Linked DNA regions of Mus musculus: regions 1 and 2 are each linked to region 3. The links are chromatin contacts, called in public HiChIP or PLAC-seq maps. All regions are on one chromosome and are shown on one strand. Each heading gives the region's core, a stretch centred on a gene start, on an enhancer-like site or on the middle of the called end of the contact. The rest is flanking DNA. Distances are from core to core; before and after follow the strand shown. Region 1 holds the start of Nalcn (sodium leak channel, non-selective). Region 2 overlaps Gm33906 (a long non-coding RNA gene). Region 3 holds the start of A330035P11Rik (RIKEN cDNA A330035P11 gene).

Evidence for each region. HiChIP or PLAC-seq counts read pairs in DNA pulled down with a chosen protein or histone mark.
Region 1: an H3K27ac HiChIP or PLAC-seq map of epiblast stem cells shows a contact between it and region 3, with 6 times the contacts expected there. The contact joins the promoter of Nalcn here to the promoter of A330035P11Rik in region 3. A contact is called at or near these places in 1 of 39 promoter capture datasets (stem cell-derived epiblast-like cells) and 1 of 115 datasets of contacts at active chromatin or transcription factors (epiblast stem cells).
Region 2: a contact with region 3 is called in an H3K27ac HiChIP or PLAC-seq map of extraembryonic endoderm stem cells, with 5 times the contacts expected there. The contact joins the enhancer-like site here to the promoter of A330035P11Rik in region 3. A contact is called at or near these places in 5 of 39 promoter capture datasets (the 3T3-L1 cell line, cranial neural crest, frontonasal cranial neural crest and 1 more) and 3 of 115 datasets of contacts at active chromatin or transcription factors (embryonic forebrain, extraembryonic endoderm stem cells and pancreatic cancer cells).

What each region holds. Positions count from the first base shown.
Region 1 is chr14:123,625,872-123,628,665 of GRCm38.p6, forward strand. It overlaps Nalcn (sodium leak channel, non-selective), which reads right to left and starts at 1,273. Exons shown (of 44, transcript NM_177393.4): 1 at 945-1,273. It overlaps Gm46490 (a long non-coding RNA gene), which reads right to left. Exons shown (of 3, transcript XR_001781479.2): 3 at 2,742-2,794.
Region 2 is chr14:123,240,981-123,243,733 of GRCm38.p6, forward strand. The region is part of intron 1 of Gm33906 (a long non-coding RNA gene); the gene reads left to right. Among named protein-coding and RNA genes, the nearest start is that of AA536875, 74 kb to the left of the region's middle. Within about 2 kb of position 1,476, at least 15 of the 459 cell types and tissues checked have an H3K27ac peak or open chromatin away from gene starts, as enhancers often do. A contact at or near this core is called in extraembryonic endoderm stem cells and pancreatic cancer cells, where this site is marked.
Region 3 is chr14:122,105,465-122,108,295 of GRCm38.p6, forward strand. A330035P11Rik (RIKEN cDNA A330035P11 gene) reads right to left here and starts at 1,510. Exons shown (of 4, transcript NR_015586.3): 1 at 320-1,510. It overlaps Tm9sf2 (transmembrane 9 superfamily member 2), which reads left to right and starts at 1,618. Exons shown (of 17, transcript NM_080556.3): 1 at 1,618-1,971. The coding sequence starts at 1,804.

The sequences.
Region 1 (2,794 bases), core at 23-2,522, 1.5 Mb after region 3:
ATCCCACATGAGAGATTACAGGAAAAAAAGCCACAAGGGGCCTCACTTCCCATTTCCCACAGGGAAATTGAGGAAATCTTCCAAAGGTCATGTGTGTGTGTGTGTGTGTGTGTGTGTGTGTGTGTTCACACATCCTTCACAATACAGTCCTTGGAAATTTGGGCCCAAAGCTGATTTTTTTTTTCTAGTAAAGGACATAGTGTCCAGGTTCGGGGACATTATGTTGTCTAAAGAAACATTAAAGTCAGAGAAATAACTAACCCCTAGGTCACAGTTCTGGACCCATTTCCAGACTCTAGCCAGGCCTTCCAAACTGGGCTCTTAAAGGTTCAAAGACAAAATGCAGTTGCTTTGGCAAGTCCAAACTTTGCTTGCTGATAAGGGTCACTCTAATGACAGCTGCTCAAACAGAACAATTAATAAAATGAGAGCAAATTAGCAAACAGCAGTCCGCAGGATTATGGGATTGGGCAAGGCCCAGAAGGCCTTCCCAAAAGCTGATGGAGCAGAGGTACTCCCCAAACCCTCCTCCCAGTATTGGGTTGACCCAGGTGAAGGCCAGAGGCAATTAAGGCCTTTAGCAATCAGGGCCAGCATAGTGAGGGTCTGGATGCATGTCAGCCCCACCCCCAGCCACCTGCTTCCCCCACCTCCAGCACCTGCTGGATGCCAAGGCTGGGCAGGCCCCATCCAGCGGCCCAAGGCTTCCCAAGGCCCACTTGGGAGCAACTTGCACGGGGGGCCAGAGGGCGCACAGTGGCGCACAGTGGCTCCCAGAGTCCCTTCCCTGCGCGCCCAGACTGAGCTGTCTGCCGCCTCCTGGATTCCCAGAACCCTGCCCAGGCCAGGCCCCAGCGAAGGGATAGCAGGACGCCTCCCGGCCTCCGGTGTAAGACGCTGTGCCCGCCTTGCCGCAGCCTCCAGGGCCAGCGGCCATAACCAACCTGTAACCGCAGCGCGCGGAGTAGTCATGGTGCTGAGGCTGCAGCGGCGGCGGCGGCAAGCGGGATCCGTGCGGGGCGCGCCGGCCTGAGCGGGTGGGGACGCGGCCCCTCACCTATGGCGGCTCAGTCAGCTCCGTGCTGGTTCTGCACTAGCATCTGCCGCACGAGCGAGGGGCACGGAGAGAGCTGCAGGAGTCCTGGCCTTGCGTTTATTCGCTTGCCTTTTGCTGTTGGCTTTGCTGCGCGAGCTACGGAGGATGCTCAAGGCAGCGCCGCCGCAGCTGGTGGCCAGTGCCAGGGTCCGTACTTGCAGGTGGCTTCCCTCTCTCCTCCAGCAGCCAGTCTCAGCAACAGCTGGGCAGTCTTCTCAGGCTGTTCTAGGGGCTCCTGCTTCTCTAGGCCTGTGTGCTACTGTAGTGCTACTTTATGCGCTCCTAAGTATGAAATTGCAAAGTAATAAATACATCAGTAATGTTTCAGTCTTTTAAATATGTCACCATGTAGATAGAGGCTAAAGGGTGTTCGTACATGGTTAACTCTATACTCTATTTGCAGCACCAGGGTAGGCTGAAGCTGAGGTCTTGTAGGGAATCCAGTAGAATAAGTGTAGGGACATTTTGCATCTCAACTACCTTGTTCAGGCCCAGGAGACACCGTCCACTGCACTCTCATTCCTAAAGGTTTATTTGCCTACAGTCAGCTTTAGCAATCATTCAGGAGTTCCCAGCCTGTGATTTCACTATCACATATACACAAAAGTATGCCTTTTGCAGTTGTCTTTGAAGCACAAAGGATCAGATGAAGCTTCCTCTAAAAGGAAACTTAAGTGAAAAACAACTGCCTGTCACAAAATGTTGTCTCTCTAGCAACCAACATAAAATTTCACACACACACACACACACACACACACACATACACACACACACATTTTAAACAAGCATTTTCTAGCCTTATATATTTAATTTCCCCCCTTTACAAAAAAACTAATCTTTACAACCCTATTAGGTTCTTTGTGGAGTTTTTTTTTTTGTTTGTTTTTTTTTTTTTTTTTGTTTCTCTTGTTGTTTGGTAGGTTTTTGTTGATGTTTCCTTAAAGGGGCATGTTAATAATCAGTGTTTCACAATATATAGAAATGTGAGATTGTTTTTTCATCAAATTGCTAAAAACTTCAGAATTACCAACTGTATAAAAAGCTGTAATTCAGACAAAGGATTAAACATTTTCATAATAAAATTAAAAATAATTTCAATACTGGTGTCTTAGTCAGGGTTTCTATTCCTGCACAAACATCATGACCAAGAAGCAAATTGAGGAGGAAAGGGTTTATTCAGTTTACACTTCCATACTGCTGTTCATCACTAAGGAAGTAGGACTAGAACTTAAGCAAGTCAGGAAGCAGGAGCTGATGCAGAGGCCATGGAGAGATGTTCTTTACTGGCTTGCTTCGCCTGGCTTGCTCAGCCTGCTCTCTTATAGAACCAAAACTACCAGTCCAGAGATGGTCCCACCCACAAGGTGCCTTTCCTCCTTGATCACTAATTGGGAAAATACCCCACAGCTGGATCTCATGGAGGCACTTCCCCAACTGAAGCTCCTTCCTCTGTGATAACTCTAGCATTTGTCAAGTTGACACACAAAACCAGCCAGTACAACTGGTAAATCCACAACTAATTTATTTTAAGTTTTATTACTGGTTCATTTCATCATCTCTGTTGCTACTTCCTTTTAAAACAAAAAACCTAAATAGTACTTTATTGCTAGTGTTAAAATACATAATGGTATATCACTCTTGGGGTTATAATTATAAATTAGAATTCTAGAAAAACATGATCATGAAACATGGTAACAC
Region 2 (2,753 bases), core at 226-2,725, 1.1 Mb after region 3:
TTAGGGAAGACCAGACTTTCCATCAACCATAGCCTGCTAAATAAAGTGCCTTAAGTCTATCCTTGTAGTGAGTTTGAAGCAACTCTGCTTCCTGCTGAGTCCTAAGAAGTGCTACAGCTCATTCTTACCTTATGCAAGAACTATAGCAGAGGACTCAGAGAAACAAGGCTCTGCTTTTGATTGACAGATGTGAGATGAGAGATTTGTACTGCTGCAATAGATAGCTGATACACAGGGCTGTTATTATAGAAAGGCACCTTCTGCTTTGTCCCACACACTCACCTGGCTCTGATTCCATCAGGGATGAGTCTTGGAAGTTCTCCAATTTTCTCTCTTCCTATTCTTGTAGCTATAGCCCATTCCAATAAATCCTTTAAGTTCTGGGAAGTTACAGGAACTAGAAGAAGAGCTCTATTATTTGTAGAAGGACTTCCAAGCTATTTGACCCCCTTATGTATCTGTGGTTCTCCCTGTTCCCATAGCTGTGCACTATGCACCATGCACTCATGTAAAGCCTCATGTAGCAGTGCATCACTCTGTCATATTCTAGTTTCAGTAATGGCTGTTCCAGGGAGCAGTAACATCCTGCCTTCACTGGGCTTCTGCTTTAGGGTGAGAAGAGAGAGATCTGTAGATTGTTATTAGATGTGACAAGCTGGGGCAGAGGCTAGCAGAGTAAGGTGTCACAGAATGCCAGAGCTGACACTGGCCTAAGGAAGGTATCTGTGAAGTCTTTCTGAGATTTATGGCATCAGAAGACAAACTTAATCTCAGTGAGCCACCCATCAGAGTATGGCTGTATGCTCCAAAAGAAAGTAAATTGTGGGAACAGAAATGTCTATTCTCATTCCTTTCATGAAGAGCAAGGAGACCAGAATGACATGAACAGAATGTATGAGCTGAACATTAGAAGATGGGCAGCTGAGCTGTGGTAGTGGCCATGTGTACAGGGCCCTGCAGGTTATGGTCATGCTGGACACAGTTTTATTATGCAGGAAACTGGAAGCTACTGGGAGATGGTCAGTCAGGAAGTAATGAATGTCCAGCTTTAACTGGATTACTGCTCCAATCTGTGAGGGTCAGCAGAAGCACAATGGTGTAGGTGGAGTGGTTTCTGCCCATTGTAAGTTCCTTTTATTTCTTTTATTTGAAGGGAAAGACATGACAATGATGAATGCTGTTGTCTTACAATTAGGTGTCTGATCAGAACTCTGTCCACTACTATGTGTATAGCCTTATCTACCATCACTGAAACATTTCCCTCATAAGATAAGACAGGGGAACGCCAGGGCCAAAAAGGGGGAGTGGGTGGGTAGGGGATTGTGGGGGTGGGTATGGGGGACTTTTGGGATAGCATTGGAAATGTAAACGAGGAAAATACCTAATTAAAAAAAAAAGACAAGGCTTGAGCAGCTATCTCATGCCTATTGTGACCATTAACTGATTGGTAATCTCAAGTACAGGGCAAGTACCTGCTGTGGCTCCTGTCACTAAACATCACAGGCATTTTAACAATGCTCCGCGCATTCCTGTGGGCATGTAAAGTGGAAATTTCTGTTTTTCTTTTTTTTTTTTTGGAAAGTCAGTTTTGTCAAATGATGTTTTGCCGAGGAACACAGGTGAAGGAATGTTTTGCTAAAGCAGACAAGTGAAAGAAAATTTTGCTGAAGCAAACAGAGGTGAAAGAAAGAACTATTTCTAAACAGGCCTACTTCACCTGTGTCCTAGTAACTTTTCTACTACCTCTGGTGTGTGGTGAGCTAGAGGAGAGGTTGAATGCTTACTAAAGTAGGTTGGAAAAAACCTTATGACTACAGGCATGGAACCTTGGTATGTGGAAACAATGAGCACAAACTAGCAGAGATACAAATAAGGCAAGGCTCATTTATTCTCCAGGCACACCAGTGATGTGTTGGTTCATAGCAAAAGCTGTCTTCCTATGAAAAGGGCATGCCTTCTGTAGTCATGCAGACTCCTCATTTATCCTGAGAGTAATTTCACAGGTTCTGAGATTTGTTCTTCCTTATCTGTAGGCACACAATCATGACCCTGCTATTTCCTGTGGTCAGAGCTAAACTGAATATGGCAAATTTCTAAGGGTGGGGCCCTTGTAGGTTTGTTTACCCATGGATTTGTCACTAGGGCTACATTGCGATTTTTGTAGGCTATAGAAAATTTGGGTTTCACAACCCAATTCTTACATGAAAATATGAAAAGTTTATTTAACTACTGTTTTTGTATAAATACAAATAAATTAACCTTACATAAGTATGTTTTGTTTTTCAAATTAAAGCTTCTTTGTTTAAATAGTTATCCGATATTAAAAGAAATCAAAGCAACTTATTGGTACCTAAAATTAGCATGAGCTGTCACCCTACTTCCATTAGCCAAGGGCACCATGAAGTTTTGAAAGTGGTCATCCAACCTCTAGGGTAGACTGCCATCCATTTTTGTGCTTCAGGGTACAAAGAGAATTCAGAAAGTTTTCACAATGTAATGTGGTTTATTACTAGGCCCCTATTTCTCACCAACATTTCCTTCTGGAATGCAGCAGAGTCAGCACACTGATTTGGATGCAGCAGTAACAGCCCCCCCACATCTTACTAGGCCTCCTACCCTAGCACAACTGCTGCCATGATGGAAGTACTACTTAGGCCTTAGAGACCAGCATATGGACAGCAACACCTGCCAAAACATAAACAAAGATCTAATCCATCAAAGTCCATCATCCTGGGAAAATCTCTAGAGGTACT
Region 3 (2,831 bases), core at 260-2,759:
TAAACACGATCGTTTCCGAAATTGGTAGACACCGAGGAGCAGCGGTGGAAATGGGGGACACCTACATTCTACATTATCCCTCTTAGCACAAGTAGAAGCTGGGGAGACCTACAGAGTGGCCTAGCGTGGTAGGTAGGAGCCTAGAGACCACCAAAAGAACTCAGTGGCACAGCGAGCAGCATGCCAGCTATGGACAGTGAGATTGTCACAGGTAGAAAAAAGTAGTAATGGCAAGGTTGGAGCGGGAGCTACGGCAGTGAAGGTCTAGTTTGGTATTATCAGAAAAATAGGTAAGGTGTGTGGGGGGTGTTAATCCTACCTCTTTATATTTGGAGACAGCTGCTTCCTTTTTCGACAAAGGGCGTTGTCTTGACTTAGCCCAAAGTTCAGTATGTGCATGTATTTGAGATGGTGTGCGCTGATGGACACGCCTCCTTTTGTTATAAAAGTGGTCAGGACCGCCTGGGACAACTACTATATCACCTATTTTTTTGTGATATAGTATTTTTTAACTTAATCTTTACCACTCTTTGAGAGGGTGAGCACCCTTGTCTTCTCTTCTAACTTTCATTTCTCCAGTGATGAACCCATGCCCAGAGGCACATCGCTAGATCACAATGTTCCAAAGCCAGGACGCTCAGCCAGTACAAATTACCTTTGATGTTAAAGCTCTTTTTAGGTATGTCAGTAGTTCTTTCTGTAGGTGCTAGAGCCATTGAAAATCTGGTTAGTTGTAAACTTTGGGGAAGGGAGCAATATATGAGCACACAGAAAAAATTTAATAGCATGAGACTACAAACTTTTTTGAATTTACCTATTTTCTGAATTTGCCTTTTCTTGAATTTGGGGGTTACAGTCATCCAGGACTGTGTTTTATATTCTAAGATGATGCACTTGGGGAAGAATTCGGTTGAAGTCTAAAACTCCATGGGCTTTTTATGCTAAACTTTTCTCCTCCTTGAGCATAATGCTTGCGCACTAACACAGAGACATAACCATTTCCCATTATCAATGGGAAAAGCTATGCACCTTGTCGAAGAGTAATAATGCCGTAATAGTCTTCCTTAACACGACTGCTTTGCTTAACTAAGCCCCGGTATCTTCATTGCAACCTGCCATTGCTACTTTATATTTACTACCCTCTCTCATCTATCTCATTTCGACTTTCTGAAAGATATGTTTGTTGTGTGCACACTTCTCCCACACAAGAATGTCCCAGCATTTCCGATGCTTAGGAATTATTCTTGCAAATAACCTCTAAGAGCTGTTTAAAGATTTACGAACCGCTCTTTCCATTTGTTCCCTTACCCTGGCCCCAACTAGGTAACCCCTGAGCTCTGCCTCATCGACCAACTCGGTCTCCATCAGAAAGTACTTGGTTCATCAGTCCTGAGCGGACTGACGGGTATGAGGTGACAGAGGGCAGAGAAGAGGTGCGCCCGAGAAGCGCGGCGCTCTGGAGCGCCACGGTGGAACCTGGAACCCGACTGTGGGTGCCGGAAGCGCGCAGGCGGAAGTCACCCAGATCCCGGAACGCGGATCTCTTGGCCGCCCCGCCCGGAAAGAGCCCGCTGCGCTTGCGGCGCCGGCACTGAGCATGTGCGTGCGGCCCCGCGCATGCTCCGTGGAGGCCCGCTTCGGTTTCTGTCGCGGGGCCCGCGGTGTCTCCTAGCGTAACCGGAACTAGCCGTTGCGGGCCGGCCTTCTCTGCGCTCGGGCCTTGAGGTGATCTCCGAGCGCCCCGGACCCCTCCTTCCTCGCCGTCCCCCTCGGCTCGGCCGCTCGCCTCTCACAGCCGCCGGCATGAGCTCCAGGCCGCCAGCGTCGCCGCCAGCGCAAGGCTCCAGGTTGCTGCTGCTGTCGCTGCTCCTGCTAGGGACGGTCCCAGGCCCGCGCCCGGGAAGCGCCTTCTACCTGCCCGGCCTGGCGCCGGTCAACTTCTGCGCCGAAGAGAAGAGCAACGAGTGCAAGGTGGGGGAGGCCTGTCGGGCTGCGCGCCGCGGTGGGAGCGGGGTCTAGGAGCGGGGTCAAGGAGCGGGAAGGGGCGTAGCTGTGGGTGGGGTCGCATTTCGAGCCGCGACGGGACGGGGGCCTGCGGACCCCGGGTGGTCCCCGCGGGCTCGTCGCTGCAGCTCGGGGCGCTTTGCCCGGACCCCGGCGGCTTGCGGAGCGCCCTTGGACTGGCCTGCACGCAGGTACGCGGTGACCCGATGCCCACACGGGGCGCTCCCAGCCGAGCGACAACTTCCAGTAACTTAATTTCGTAGCTCACTGTTTTATTGCACTTTCCTAGAACTCCTGGTCATGACGGCTTATTCTCTCTAGGACTTTGATACCGAACTTCAAGAATACTAGTTGATCATTTAACCTGTGGATTGTGACGCATTCTAACCCTCCTTGAAAACCGCGTTAATAAAGACTAGTTGTAGTTAAGTTTAGTCCCTGGCCTTTAAATTTTTTTTTAAGCTATAAAATTTTTAAGAGACCCCCAAATGGGTTTCTCCGCGATGGCTTTAAACACTTAAAAAGCAGCAGAGAGCGGGAGAAAGAACCTGCCTTGAAAATGTTGGTTTCGTAGGCCATCCGCCCACACGTTTTTCAGTTTACCAGCTGAAAGCAGCTTTTAGGTATCAGGTGTAGAGCATCACAATACACCATTATTTCGTAAAGTTACTAAAACTTAACCATTTGGAGGATCCAGGGCCTCTCAGAAACCGTTAATTTTAATACTTCAAATAATGGTTAAGAAAACGTTTACACTTTTTATTTACTAAAATTTTAAGCTGGTGTTTATTTTATGACTCTTAGCTATACCACAGTTGTGAATTTTG